Linked DNA regions of Sus scrofa: all the other regions are linked to region 1. Evidence: chromatin contacts called from public Hi-C and HiChIP or PLAC-seq data. All regions are on one chromosome and are shown on one strand. Each heading gives the region's core, a stretch centred on a gene start, on an enhancer-like site or on the middle of the called end of the contact. The rest is flanking DNA. Distances are from core to core; before and after follow the strand shown. Region 1 holds the start of PCM1 (pericentriolar material 1 protein). Region 2 holds the start of FRG1 (protein FRG1). Region 3 overlaps MTUS1 (microtubule-associated tumor suppressor 1).

Region 1 (4,948 bases), core at 1,120-3,619:
CAGAACTTTGGTGATTTATTTAATCTATCATTGGTAAAATGAACTGATGCAGAACCAATCTCTTCAGGATAGTTGTGAGAATTAAGAAAGTCACAATAGGAGTTCCCATCGTGGCGCAGTGGTTAACGAATCCGACTAGGAACCATGAGGTTGCGGGTTCGATCCCTGCCCTTGCTCAGTGGGTTAACGATCCGGTGTTGCCGTGAGCTGTGGTGTAGGTCGCAGACGCGGCTCGGATCCCGCGTTGCTGTGGCTCTGGCGTAGACTGGCCCCTAGCCTAGGAACCTCCATATGCCGAGGGAGAGGCCCAAGAAATGGCAAAAAGACAAAAAAATAAATAAATAAAAAATTAAGGGCAAAAGTAAACCATTAAAAAAAAATAAAAAGAAAATCACAATAGATGAAATGCTTAGTACAAAATAAACACTATTTTTAAAAAAATCCTTCCAAGGTAAGAATATTATTAGTTTCTCCTCATTTCATAGATGAGGCAAATTGAAGCTCAGAAAGGTTAAGTAACTTATCCAAGATCTTAGAGCACGGTGGAATTACAATGAGGCCTAAGGCACGGTGGACTACAGTAAATACAATCCATTAGCTGCTCTGTGCTCTGAGTTTTCTTACAAAACAGAATTGATTTATATCATATCCTATTTCTTCATCATTCACTAAAATATTTGCTTTTAAAGGGCATGGACTATGCTTTTGTTACCTAAGTAATTAGCACTATTAGACATACAGAAAGTATTTTAAAATGTACCTCAGGGAGTTCCCTAGTAGTCTAGTGGTTAGGACTTAGTGCTTTCACCACTATGGCATGGATTCAGTCCTTGGTCTGGGAACTGAGATCCCATGTCAAGCCACTACACACTCTGGCCAAAAAAAAGTATGACAAATAAACAGTGTCAAAGATCACTGTACTGGAATGGAACCTGGATTCAGCTGCAAATTACAGCAGCAGGAAGGGTTTTATCTGAATTATGTACTGAGATGCAGTTCTATTAACTGCTTTTGTGAAAAAATTTCTATTGGTAACAGAACAATTTGCTGTTGGAACCCAGATGCCATTCTTCATTCTTCCTATTCTTATTTTGCGTAAAACAAAATTATCCCACAATTACAAACGGTCTTAAAAAAACAATGTCCTTGCATGCAAGAAAAATTGACTAGCATTTCAAAATTTTCAGATAGCCACACAGGCGTTGTCACTTGACCATATTTTTGGGGTTTGTAATGAAGTAGGACCCTGTGGGGCCTTGGGGGCACGTCTTTCCCCCCATATCCTCTGCTTTAGCTCCTCTCTGAAGTACCTAGATAACAGTATCTGATGCACATTTTCAGAGTTGTTTTACAGATGTGAAAACCTCCCACAAAACGCACGATGTTAACTACTTGATGACAATGAGCCCATGGCCCTCTAGCCTCCTGGAGCCTAAGGATTGATGTCAACCCGGAAGACACCACGCTGTTACTTCACCTTCAACCAGAGAGCTGTGCAGGAGCTGAACACACACCCTGCAACTCCCTTCCCTTACCTGGCTTTTAAAAATGCTTTGCCAAAACTCTTTACAGAGTTCCATGTTTTAGCAGCACGAGCCACCCTTCTCTTTGCATGGCCCTAAAATTAACTTTTCTCTGCTCCAAAATGATTTCTCTGTTTGACTTCACTATGCTTCCCGCGAACAAATTTGCATTCCCTAGCATTTTAAGGGAGAATGTGTAAATAAACTAACCTTAAAAGTGTCGCTGCTGAGAGAAGAATAAAAAAAGAATTCAAAGACCATAGTCTTAGAGAAAACTTCTGGATACTAAATTTTGATGAAGGTCAGCTGGTTCTTCAAAGGAAAAAGTAGGGCATTAATCCAAGGCGGTGTTAATTATTAACATGTGTGACTCTATCCTTGACCAGCTGTATGATGTTCCTCCAATTAACTCATGGGATTTTCCTCACGTGTAAACTTAGGACCAGATTGCACGGGCGCTTTTGTTTTCAACCTTCCTGTGAGGAAGCTCTTGGTGGACAGGGAACAGGAGAGCGATGCCCAGCTTTAGTCTTTAGTCTTTCCTTTCCAGCAAGCACAACCCGGAGCTGGAAGCCCCACGGAAACCACTACGCGCCTCCGCGCATTTCCCAGCTGCCTGAGGCGGAAGTCAACCCACTTCCGTCAGGGCCTCCAGCCCCTGGCAGGGCGATCGGCGCCCGAAGCGCACAGCATGTTGGGACTTGTAGTCATTTCTTTCGGGCGGCTGAGCGGGCGCGTATAACCTCAGGTTGACCTGGCATTCTGGGATATGTAGTCTCCAGTGGCTCGTTTGTGCAATAGGCACCGCTGCCAGAGGTGACACCATAGACTCCAGCGGATCACATGACTCCAGTCTAGAGCGTGGATCACACTGTAGCTCCCGCCCGGGCGAGTTTCGCCCCCGCGCGGCCGTTGCCGCGGAGACGGCGCATGTCTCCCCTCCCGTTGCCCCTCTGCAGTCCCCCCGCCCCTCTTCTCCCACCACAATGAGATCCTAAGATGGCGGTGGCTGCGGCGGTTGGCGCCGAGTAGCTGAAGTAGAAGAGGCGGCCATTGGGCCCTGAGCAGCCAGGGAACTTGGGGACTCTCCCTGGCTCGGACTCGAAGGGAAGACCGCTGCCGGTGGCGGGGCGTGGGAGCGACCGCTCCTCCGCTCTTGGCAGGAGCTTGTGCTTCGTTTACAGGTAATGCCTGCGCGTCCTCAGCCCTTGGCAACCGAGGGTAGCGCGGCTCTGGGCGGGAGAGCGACGGCCCTGACACGCTTGACCCTGGAGGGCCTGGGTCTGGGCTCCTGGGTCCTCTTGCTTCCAGTCTGCTGGGCAGGCAGCCCGCCCCTACTCCGGACGGACCGACGCAATCTCGGGGTACGCTTCTGGAGACGCAGTGGCGTTTTCGGAACTCCCTTCTAGCCTCCCCGCCCCTCTCTCTTTCTTGCCCGCGGAGGAGGCCGCCCTGCGCCTCGGGAGTTCCAGGAATGTCCGTTGCGAGGGGAGGAAACGGAGTAGGGGGCTGCGGTTTGATTGCCAGGGGCGGGGAGTCTAGTTTTTCATAGCCAGGGGCCTTCATCACTGCGCTTCTGCTCTCCCCTCTTCCCCCTAGATTCCATTCTGTGGGGCTCTGGATGTCCAGAATTTGGGGTGGCGAAGGGCGGATGAGGAGCGACGCGATTTGGGGGTTGGGCTGTGAGCAGCGGCGTTTTTGCTGTCTCGGGTGTTCTTGGAGCGGAAGGGCCGGGGGAGGCGTTCCTGAGTTTGGCCAAGAGGGGTTTTATGCTGGCGACGGGAATGTTAAATTTCCTAGCTCTTCCCTCCCCCCGCCATCCCTGACTGCAGGTCAGTTCGGATCGGCCCAGAGAGGGGAAAACTAAATGCCAAGTGGGATTTGGGGAACGTTGCTAGCTTTGCAGAAACTGACGTTTGGGAATTAGGTGGAAAGTCCTGCTTGGGAGGTGGACCGGCCGAATTTTTAATCCCGCCGCCCGCGCCTCAATTTCGTCACGATCGCCATGTCTGGATTTTTTTTTTTTTTTTTTTGGACCGATTCGAGGTCTGTCTGTGTCTTGGGTTCTGTGGGTGACGGATCGTGTTTTGGCGTCAGAAGAAGCGGGCTTTCTGAGTGCCCCTTCCACCCCCGCCCCATAACTACCTTCCAGACTCCGCCTTCTGGTATTCTCTGGTTACTGGAGTGGGTGTTGTAAAGCTTCGGGTGCACCTGCTCCTCTCTTTCCCTTTCACCTTCCCAGTGAGGGCCACTGGAAACCATTGTAATTCTTAGTTTTTGAAACTAAGAAAGTAAACCTTGAAAAGTAAACCTTGTGTTTATGTAGCGTCGAGGGTTTTGTTTTTGTTTTGTTTTAATAAAGTAGCTAGCTAGCTTTATGAAAAAAATAAAATTTTTTCAATAACGAGTATGCAAAGTTCTGCAGTAGTTTTGAGTGACAGGGAGTTAATGACTTGATCAATCCGAAGAATAAAGCTTTGGCATGGATCTTTACATGATAATTGCATTAGTAGATATTAAGATATCACATTGTTATTTGGTAGAATCTTACACGTTTGGAGGATTTAAACATTTATGTATACCACATTGTATTCCTAAAGGATTAAAGTAAGTTGAGTTTAAAATATTAATAAATTTTTCCTTTCCTGTCGATTTTCTAGACATACTTTAGGCTATAAATATAGTGTTTGTTATTCTGTGCTTCATAGTGTAAGTATAGAATTTACTGAAGTGTTTGTTTTTTTAAATCATAAGCCGACAGCAGCTTTGCAGCCTGAAGTAGGAAAGCAAAAACTAGTTTCTAAACAGGTAATTTGACATCATTATATATGTTGTTGGTCTTCCTATTATAGTAGAGGACTTTATGATGGAGGCTGCTATCAAAATACCAGTGCATGGTTGAGGGCTCTCTCTATGTAGTAAACAGTCCAGGTTTGCTGCCCTGTTTCTCCTGCTTTTTAAAAAGCCTGCCAATTTGGTATGCTTTCCTACTTTTGTTAGAAAAAAGCCATATTATTCCTAATTATTAAATACTAGAATAGTTTATGCAGTACCATTCAAAATGTCTTTGTCTTCACAGAATTTCTTCAGCCCATTGAATTTAACTGTGTCCTATAACAACTATTTGGATAGCTTCTTGTTCCAGAGTCATTTAATCTTAAGTCATCCTCTACAACTTTTCTATTAATTGGCTTTTTTTTTTTTTAATTCACAAACTCCTCTACTTTTTGAGCTTATTATGTATACTTTTGACTGGAGTTTTTGTTTTTGTTTTGTTTTTTAGCCATCTAAAATTATTTTAAACATTAGTTTTTATGCATTGTCAGATGCTGGTTATGTATTCTCTGACCAGCAGAAAAAAAAAAGCCAGTGTAGGTTCACTGAGGGAATGCAAAGTAATTGCTAACCATTTCGAAATTAAATGA
Region 2 (4,948 bases), core at 1,346-3,845, 200 kb after region 1:
AAATCAGTAAAGACACAGAAGATTTGAAAGACTACTCAGTCCATCAAGTGACCTAACTGACATTTAGAGAGTAATAAATTAATACCTTCAGAATACTCTTTCTTTTCTACAGTACATGGAAATTTACCAAGAGTATATTCTTCGACCATGTTAGGAATCAGTAACAGCATCTTCAAGTAGTGGAAATTAAATAGCATACTTTTAACTTATGGGTCAAAAAAAAAAAAGAAAAAGCAGGAAAAAAAGGATAAAACCCATGGGTCAAGGAAGAAATCACAAAGAAAATAGAAAATACTTTGAACTAAATAAAAATGACATAAAACATCAGGATTTGTTGGCTATAGCTAAAGTGGTGTGAAGAATATCTAACCCCCCAACTTAAGAAGCTATAAAATAAGAGCAAAGTAAACTGAAAGTAAGTTAAAGGAAGGAGATGATAAAGACTGGAAATAAATGAAATCGAATAGAAAAGCCAGGAAAGAAAAATAAATGATATCAAAAAGTGCATCTTATAAAGATGAACAGATTGGTAAACCTTTAGCTAGACTGACTGGTCCAGAAAAAATTAACAAAAACACAAGTTATCAATATGAAGAATGATGAATTACAATATAGATTCTACATTTTGTACAACTTTATGCTGATAAACTCAACTTAGATGAAATGAAAATTTTCTTTAGACACATATTGCCAAAATTGACAGAAAAGAAAATCTGAAAATATCTCTTAAAGAAGTTTAATTTGTAATTAAAAATATTCCCACAAAAAAACAACAAACCAATAAACTAGTTGTAAAATTTATATGGAAATGCAAAAGATTTAGAAGAATCAAAACAATCTCGGAAAAGAAGTATAAAGGTGGGGGGCTCACGCCACCTGATTTCAAGACTTTATGAAATGACGGTAATCAAGACAAATAAATCAACAGGACAATAGACAAATCAATGGAACAGAGTCCAGACACAGATCAACACATATAAAGTCAATTGATTTTTTACAAAAATACCAAAGCACTTTAATGGAGAAAGGAAAGTCTATTCATCAGTGGTGCTGGAACAACTGGATATAATATAAAAAAAAGAGAGAGAGAAAACAATTTGTAAAATCTACTTGGTTTAATAAGATTTATCTAGGAGTTCCCTTGTGATGCAGTGGGTTAAGGATGCAGCATTGCTACGGCTGTGGCACAGACTGCAACTGCCGTGTGGGTTTGATCCCTGGCCTGGGGACTTCCACATGCCAGGTGCTCCCAAAAAAAATTCATCTATATCAGGCCTTTAAAATGATATATACCAGAATCTCTGGGTTATTAAGTAGTCTAATGATGGTACCAGAGCTATGTTCCCTCTCTTTTGTACTTAGTTCTGATAATGAAGAAAAGACATTAATGACATCTACTGTGCTAAGCATAACAGAAATCTATAATTGTAACATTCGAGCATTTTAAGACAAATGTATGTCAGACATACATGTATGTCATTTGTATGTATGTCATATTTAAGACAAGTATGAGTTGGTCATAAATTCCTTCTACTTTCTTCTTCCTATTTAACCCTAACTAGGAAAATATTTTTAAAGGGATCTCAACCAATGTTAACTTTTCTCAGAATAAAGTAGAGAAAACTAACTCACCAACAATATCAAGCTGAGTTTCTTCATCTTCTTCTCTTTTTCTCTTCTTCTCTTTGCTCTTTTTCTTCTTACTGCAGTAGATAATTTATATAGATAAGTTTAGCCATATTTATTTGCATACATATCTCATTTAATTCTCATAATAATCCTTTTATAATATCGCTAATCCCTCCCAAGAACCGAGTAAACGGAAACTCAAAAGATAGTAATGAACCCGCCACAAATTACAAAATTAGTAATTGGTGGAGTCCAGGTTCGAACCCACATCCTTTTCAAAATTCACATCCGCATATTGCATAAAAATTTTTTTTTTTTTTTAGGTGAGAGGGAGACGATGTTGAAAATAATTATCCCTATTAAAAGAAGTTATTGTTATAACCTGCATACGGACTAATACAGACCCACCATGTGGAGGTCTGGAGGGGGGCTCATCAGGGACCCGAACCCCAGGCTACAGGTCCGCCCACTAAGGGGGCGACCCCGGCGGCCCGTCTCAGCCTCTGCGTGGAGAACTGAGTCGCAGCCTCAGTCGGTCCCAGCAGGAAGCCAGGCCCTAGAGCTGGGAGCCTGAATGACAGCTCCCCGCGGCTTCCACCGGACTCGCCGCTTGAAGGGGGAGCGGAGGACCTTCGGCAAAGAGGGACAGTCTCCCGCGCACACCCGCGGCCTTACCTCTTGGTCTTGGTTCCCTTGAGCACGAGTTTGGTGGACTTCACGTAGGAGTACTCGGCCATGGCCGTGGGAACGCCTCGGTGCTAAGAGGTGGAAGCTGGCTCAGGGCAAAATACGTGAACCGGAGCAGCAGCAGGCGAGAGGGACTCGAAAGTGAAGACTGAGTACCGAGTACAGACTCCCTCAGAACTTACGCAACACCAGGGGTGAATGTCTCTTCCGAATCCCTGGCCCTTTCACCTGAAGATTGTGTCCCAAGTAAAGTTCTACTTCCTGTTTACAGCCTGGGGCTACGGCAACCACAAAGGGTCTAAATTCCTGCGAACTGAACGTTAGCGCTTGTCTAAATGAGGACTCTAGAGGTGACGCGCCCTCTGGTGGACACAGCGGGTCTCACAGCCTTGCTTTGAGCCAGGAGCCACTTTGCTCAGTTGGTTAAGGATCTGGCGTTGCTGTGAGCTGTGGTGTAGGTCACAGATGTGGCTCGGTTCCCGCATTGCTGTGGCTGTGGCATAGGCCGGTGGCTACAGCTCTGATTCGACCCCTAGCCTGAGAACCTTCATATGCCGCAGGTGCGGCCCTAGAAAAGACAAAAAGACACACACACACACACACACTTTGAAAGCCTGGTGTGGGGTAATGAAGAGAGTGGAAGAGAGTGTGACTTGTTAGCTAGGAGGGTTTGGTAGAAAAACAGAAGTTGAAAAATTGGAGTGGAGTTCCCGTCGTGGCGCAGAGGAAACGAATCTGACTAGGAACCATGAGGTTATGGGTTCAATCCCTGTCCTTGCTCAGTGGGTTAAGGATCTGGTGTTGCTGTGAGCTGTGGTGTAGGTTGCAGAGGTAGCTCGGATCTGATGTTGCTGTACCTGTAGTGTAGGCCGACAGCTGTAGCTCTGATTGAACTCCTAGCCTGGGAACCTCCATATGCCCAGGGTGTGGCCCTAAAAAGCAAAAAAAAAAAAAAAAAAAAAAAAAAAAAAAAAAAAAAAAAAAAAAATTGAAGGAGTAAGGAAGAGCAGCCCTTTATCAGCAGTCTCTGCAGAGACACTGTGCTTGGTAATAGAAAGATACAAAAATGCTCCAACTCAGGGCCTGATCTTAAGGGGCTTCATCTAAGTAAATAATGTGCAATGAGAGGCAGTGTAGCATATAATTAAGACTGTGGCTTCCGGAGACAGACTGCTCGGGTGGACAAACACTGCTGTATTTCCAAGTTAGATGACTTCATAATTTATTTAACCTCCTTTTTTTTTCAACTGTCATATGGAATGACCCTGCCTGCGGTTATGATGAATATTGGGAGAGTTAATATAAGAAACATACTCTTTAAAATTCCTAAGAAATGGTGCATCATAAACGTTAGCTATTATTATTAGATGTCAAAGTGCCCTGAGAAAGATACAAACAAAATGTTAGAGCAGGGTATGGCAGTGACATGTTAAAGGAGTGTGTGCTCCTTTCTTCTTCCAGAGATCAGGAGATGCTTACTAGTCAAGGTGGCATCTGAGAAGGGTCTTAAACGATGAGTAGGATTTCGACAGGTGGAGATGGGGGAAGATAGGCATGTCTGATGGTGGGAACTGTGAGCAAAGGCATGGAGATAAAGAAGGAAAGGACTTGCGTGGGGAGCAGTGAGCAGCCCTGTCGGTTGGGACACAGGGCAGGTAGATTAGAATGATCTGGACGAGGATTGAGAAGGCAATTGGGGGTCATTTACAAGCTGAAGACTTTGCATGAGAGAGATTAAATAGCAGAGGGATGAGATGAACAGAGTGGTACTGTACCATCCTTGTTCTACAGCAGTGGGTAGGATGGGTCGTGGAAGTGATACCAGGGCCCTCCCACTCAAGCCATAGCTCTTGGTGACATAGAAAACACGGAGACCCGTTTGAATATCTCAAGAATCTCAGGTGATTTTAAACTTGATTCCTAGTGGCACCACAGAATCAGGATAAGCCCATCTCAAACCTGACTCAAGGCAGAATCATCACAAATAATTTAGTAGATTAGCATCCTTGTCTGCTATTCTAACATCTTTTCCAATATTTTCACAATACTTTCCCTTTTCCTGCATCATAACAATCCATATGTCATGATGAAAAAATTGCCAGTCATGAACAAAAAAAGATGAGAAACTGCCGTGTTGGCTTTTTTAGAGCAAAATCTCAATTTCCTCATCTCTTAAAATGGGCTTAGTAATAGTCCCTCTTAGGGTTGTGAGGATTTAGTGGTGTGATTCATGTAGCCTTGTTGTGATCCCCATAGTAAATGCTCAGTAGATGACTGTGATTATCTATAACTTGGTTATTATTTGATGGTTATCATCACATAGACAGGAACGGTGAAAGCAAGGGAGTGGATTCCTGCTGTGAGGGAATAAATGTGGAGAGACCAGAAAACAAGAACTAAGCCATGTCTGTAGTAAATGGATAGAAAAAAAAAAAGTGAGGACAGGAAGATAAAAAGAAGGAAAAAGCAGAACGAAATTTAGACATTAAAACCAAGAGAAATTTCAGAAAGAACAATATTATTTAACAGTGAAGAAGTTCAGGACAAGATGGAAGGAAAGCCATCGAGTCAACATTGAGGTACCCTTTGGGAAAACATTTTTGGCAGAGTGGTAGAGAGATATAGGGAATAG
Region 3 (4,948 bases), core at 928-3,427, 170 kb before region 1:
TTTAAAAATGGGCAAAAGATTTGAATAGACTGTTCTCCAAAGAAGATAAACATTGGCTAAGAAGCACATGAGAAATTGCTCAACATCATTAGTCATTAGGGAAATGCAAATCCAAACCACAATAAGATACCATTTCACATCTATTAGGATGGCTATTACAAAAATAAAACAGAAAGGGGGACAGGGCTGGAGGGGGAAAAAAAAGACAGAAAATAATGGGTCAGCAAGGACATAAAGAAATTAGAACCCTACACATTGATGCTAGAATAGTAAATTGGTGTAACTTTTGTGAAAAATGGTATGCTCAGTTCCTCAAAAAATTAAAAGTAGAACTACCTTACGATCCAGCAACTCAACTTCTGGGTATTTGCCCAAAAGAACAGACAGTAGGATCTTGACGAGGTATTTGCACACCCAAGTTCACCACATTACTGACAATTGCCAAAAGGTGAAAGCAACCCGAGTGTCCACTGACAGATGAATGAACAAACAAATATAATATTATTCAGTCTTAAAGAAGAGGGAAATTCTTATATATGCTACAATGTGGCTGAACCTAAGGACATGTTAAGTGAAATAAGCCAGTCAGTCACAAGAGGACAAATACTGAATGACTCCTTTTATACAAGGTACATAGAGTAATCAAATTCATAGAGATAGAAACTAGGTTGGTGGTTGCCAGGGACTGAGGGAAGGGGAGGATGGGGAGTTAGTGTTCCATGGACAGAGTTTCCACTGGAGAAGATGACAAGTTCGGGTAGTGCTGGCTGCACAGCAATGGGAATGACCTTGTTTACACTTAAGTTTTCTAAATGCCAAATTTTATGGAACATATATTTTACTACAACTTTTTAAAGTTTAAAAAATAAGAACAAGAGATTTGTGCTACTAGTTATTATTATAGGATACTATAAAATAGTAAAACCATCTGTTCATGGCATAAAATTATATTCACCAGTTAATAAACTGGTGTATCAATCTCAGAAATAGAAAACTGCAGAATAAGACAAGGGAGATATTTCAAGTCGGTGAAGACATTTATGTGTGGTATTAAGATATCTGAATTTTTAAACTATTTAAATTTGAGAAGCAGCATGGTGTGGTGTGTTAAAAGTCAACGATCTGGAGGCAGACCACCTAGGTTTAGAACAGCTCCACCATACACTGGCCGGGGTGGGGGGCGGGGCTCCTCCTCCTCTCTGTGCCATTTGTCATGTGTAAGATTGGGGGTGATCACACGGCTATTTATTTCATAGGTGCTTGTGAGAGTTCCATGGGTTTATATTTGTAAACACTTAGAATAGCACCTGCCTCACTATGATATATAAATATTAGCTCCTAGTTCTCAACGTATGCCCCAAAGACATTAAAATTAGAATAAAAAGGGTTAAAACAAAACCATCAAATTAACCATAACGATAGAGACCAATCTTCTCTTTCAGTAGAGACGGTCTTGTGAAGCATAAAAACAGAAAAAAAAAATTAAAAGATGTGACTATAAAAATGGAAAAAAAAAATCACCATATACAAAATCAGAAGTCATACAGTAAAACACAGGACAAAGGACAACAGACAATTATCAAATTAATAACAAAGAATCATACGTACCCCCAAACAGGGTAAGCAAAAAAAGCTCTAAATAAGAGAGTAAATTAGGAGTTCCCGTTGTGGCTCAGCGGTTAACGAATCTGACTAGGAACCATGAGGCTGCAGGTTCGACCCATGGCCTTGCTCAGTGGGTTAAGGATCTGGTATTGCCGTGAGCTGTGTGTGGTGCAGGTTGCAGATTCGGCTTGGCTTGGATCCTGCATTGCTGTGGCTGTGGTGTAGGCTGGCGGCTACAGCTCTGATTCGACCCCTAGCCTGGGAACCTCCATATGCCACGGGAGTGGCCCAAGAAATGGCAAAAAGACAAAAAGACAAAAAAAAAAGTAAATTAATATAGTCAGTACAATTTTTTTTTTTTTTTTTAGTTTAACCTTATCATGTCTAACATCTTTCCCGGCTCCCCAAGAGTCATTCCTAACTTCCATTTCCATTACTCACACCTTACGAAGGGTTTAAAAAGCCCACTACTTTCATTCCCAACCTTTCTTCAAATTGGAGGTGACCTCTGCGATCTGGTCTGCGCCAGGAAGATGAAAGATGAGCCTGCCAGGGGTGAAGTGCTGAATAAGGTCTTTCCCCCCTGGTAAAGGTAGGCAGGCATGGCAGGAGGGCCCTGCTCTGGACACTGTCCATCCCTCACTCCCAGCCTTTGGGCTCAACAGCAATAGGACTTAGCACTTGGAACTCTTAGCGACCATATTTTAACTGAAAAGTCACCGACAACAGCTGAGGCAGGACAAGAGGATGGACAGAAAGATGATGTAATTGACTCACCAACCCAGGAACTGCCTATCTTCAGCTTCCTGTTAAAGAAATATACAACCTTCTGGTTTAAACCCAACTGTGTATTCAACTACCGTATTCTTGCATCAGCAACACTTGATGCAGTGGATTCCTCCTCTCTCCTTGAACAGCTTTCTTCACTTGTCCTCCTGAACACCCCTCTCGAGGGACTTTCCTTCTGCCTTCCTGCCTATTATTCCGTCTTGGTCTCTCTGTAATTTCTCTTTACCTCCCTAGCCCTTTAAAGCTTCAGAGGACTCCAGAGGTAGTACAGAGTACACCATGGAGTTCCCCGAAGGTGAACAGGTGCCCTTGACCTGTTCTCTTTCTCCACTCACTCTGGGTGATCTCACCCAGTCTAGTGGCTTTAATACATCTAAATGGTGGAGTTCCCGTCGTGGCGCAGTGGTTAACGAATCCGACTAGGAACCATGAGGTTGCGGGTTCGGTCCCTGCCCTTGCTCAGTGGGTTAACGATCCAGCGTTGCCGTGAGCTGTGGTGTAGGTTGCAGACGCGGCTCGGATCCGCGTTGCTGTGGCTCTGGTGTAGGCGGTGGCTACAGCTCCGATTCAACCCCTAGCCTGGGAACCTCCATATGCCGCGGGAGCGGCCCAAGAAATAGCAACAACAACAACAAAGAGACAAAAGACAAAAAAAAAAAAAAAAAAAAATACATCTAAATGGTGATGAATTCCAAATTTACCTCCCTAGACCAGACTTCTCCTATGCACTCTTGCCTTGTACATCCAACTTTCTACTCTATACCTTCACTTCTGTATCTATCACTCATCTCAACTTGACGTCTGTACAACTGAGATGGTGATATCCAGACTGGAGATCCCACCATCCATATCTCCATCATCCTTCCCCCTTCAGCTCATGGTAACAGCATCCTGCCACTGCTCACATCAAGATGATTCCAGTCATCTGACTCCTCACTGCTGCTCTCACCCCTCATCCCATCATCAAGTCCCTTTGGCTTTCTTTTCAACACATACATCTAGAATCTGGCCCCGCTCTAACCCCCCACCCCACCCCTCCACAATCCTGTGGAAGCCACAATCTCCTGCCATGATTACAGCGAAACCTCCTCATTGATCTTTCTGGTCCCGCCCTCACTCCCATCCAGGGTATTCTCTACACACAGCTGTCAGAGTAATTCTGTTAAAATGAAGTCACTTTGGTTTAAAGCCAAAGTCCTTATGGTTTTCAAGATTGTATATGATCTGGCTCTCCACTACCTTCAAACCTCATCTCCTGTTTCACTTTTCCTCATTTCATTCCTTGCTATTCCTAGAGCGATTAGTTCAGCTCCACTGTGGGGTCTTTCCACTTGCTGTTTACCCTGACTGGTATGGTTTTCTTCCAGCTATGCACAGGGCTGCCCACCCCTGGCCTTCACTCAAAGGCCACCCCCTCTCTCTCTCCCACAATCACACACCCTGACATTTCCTATCTCCCCCTATTTGTGTATTTTTTCTCTCTTTAATGGCATAAAATTATATTCAGAGGTTAATAAACAGGTGTAGTGCTGTACACTATCAAACATCTTCTATACTTTATTTAGGAACAGCCTGTCTCTCCCATCAGAATTTAACTGGTATTCACTCCAATCGCCCACCGGCCTGCCTGCCTCTGTCCATGCACTCGGTAATGATTCTGCCCTTAATCTTTACAGTCTATAACTGGCCCTTCAAGTATCTACATTTATCCAACAAATAGTTGGGTGCCAAGCATATGCCAGTTAAAATAAGACACCATTTTGGACTTTCCTAAACAGTGGATACTTGGCAACAGTGTTAGAAATGTCAACACGGGAAATGCAGCCAGTATTTTATAATAACTGTAAAGGGAGCATAACCTTTAAAAATTGTGATTATATTGTACACCTGTAATTTATACAATATTGTACAGCAACTGTACTTTGACTACAAAAAAGAAATTAAAATACATATATTGGCTGGGGCGCTGGCAAGCACACTGACATTCCCAGACTTGTATGCTCTTTCTGAAGGGCAACTTGGCAACATGGATCAAGTCTTTAAATTGCCCACACCCTCTGATTCCACCTACAGGAATGCATCCCAGTAATTTATCTGACCAGCTTATTAAGTATTGATGTACAAAGTTCTTCAGTGCAGATTTTTCAACATTTTGAAAAACACTGTAAACAACCTAATGTTCGAAGAAGTCTGAAGAACTAAATCACGGCACACTTGGATAGTGACGTACAGTCACTGAAAACTGTACTTCTACTTTTTTTATGAAAACTATATTTTTAAAGAATATTTAAACATGTAAGAATCTAGGAAAATAGGCAACACACCTTTTAAATGAAAAAGAAAATTCAGTCAACTAAGTGCTAACTAACTGTTAGATATGGGGTTTCTAGAACAGTAACAAATGTTTGTCCCCATTAGAAACATGTAAGCATATGTGCATGAGAATATGCAAAATGAAAAGGCACTGAATAGCTATAAATTATGAAGTTAAAGACTATTTGACATTGATGAGATTAAGGGTGACTTTCCCCTTCCCATTTTTTTTTTTTTCTTT

What was found. A called contact is a pair of places that touch in the nucleus more often than the background predicts. HiChIP or PLAC-seq counts read pairs in DNA pulled down with a chosen protein or histone mark.
Region 2: a Hi-C map of liver shows a contact between it and region 1, with 4 times the contacts expected there. The contact joins the promoter of FRG1 here to the promoter of PCM1 in region 1. A contact is called at or near these places in 2 of 47 Hi-C or Micro-C datasets (heart right ventricle and liver) and 1 of 2 datasets of contacts at active chromatin or transcription factors (alveolar macrophages).
Region 3: a contact with region 1 is called in an H3K27ac HiChIP or PLAC-seq map of skeletal muscle. The contact joins the enhancer-like site here to the promoter of PCM1 in region 1. A contact is called at or near these places in 24 of 47 Hi-C or Micro-C datasets (adipocytes, alveolar macrophages, blood and 14 more) and 2 of 2 datasets of contacts at active chromatin or transcription factors (alveolar macrophages and skeletal muscle).

Annotation. Positions count from the first base shown.
Region 1 is chr17:5,594,630-5,599,577 of Sscrofa11.1, forward strand. PCM1 (pericentriolar material 1 protein) reads left to right here and starts at 2,370. Exons shown (of 41, transcript XM_021077917.1): 1 at 2,370-2,707. FGL1 (fibrinogen-like protein 1) reads right to left here and starts at 1,805. Exons shown (of 8, transcript XM_021077952.1): 1 at 1,734-1,805.
Region 2 is chr17:5,797,908-5,802,855 of Sscrofa11.1, forward strand. It overlaps FRG1 (protein FRG1), which reads right to left and starts at 2,596. Exons shown (of 9, transcript XM_003134193.3): 1 at 2,305-2,596; 2 at 1,633-1,703. The coding sequence starts at 2,366.
Region 3 is chr17:5,428,849-5,433,796 of Sscrofa11.1, forward strand. The region is part of intron 3 of MTUS1 (microtubule-associated tumor suppressor 1); the gene reads right to left. Among named protein-coding and RNA genes, the nearest start is that of MTUS1, 76 kb to the right of the region's middle. Within about 2 kb of position 2,178, at least 3 of the 83 cell types and tissues checked have an H3K27ac peak or open chromatin away from gene starts, as enhancers often do. A contact at or near this core is called in skeletal muscle, where this site is marked.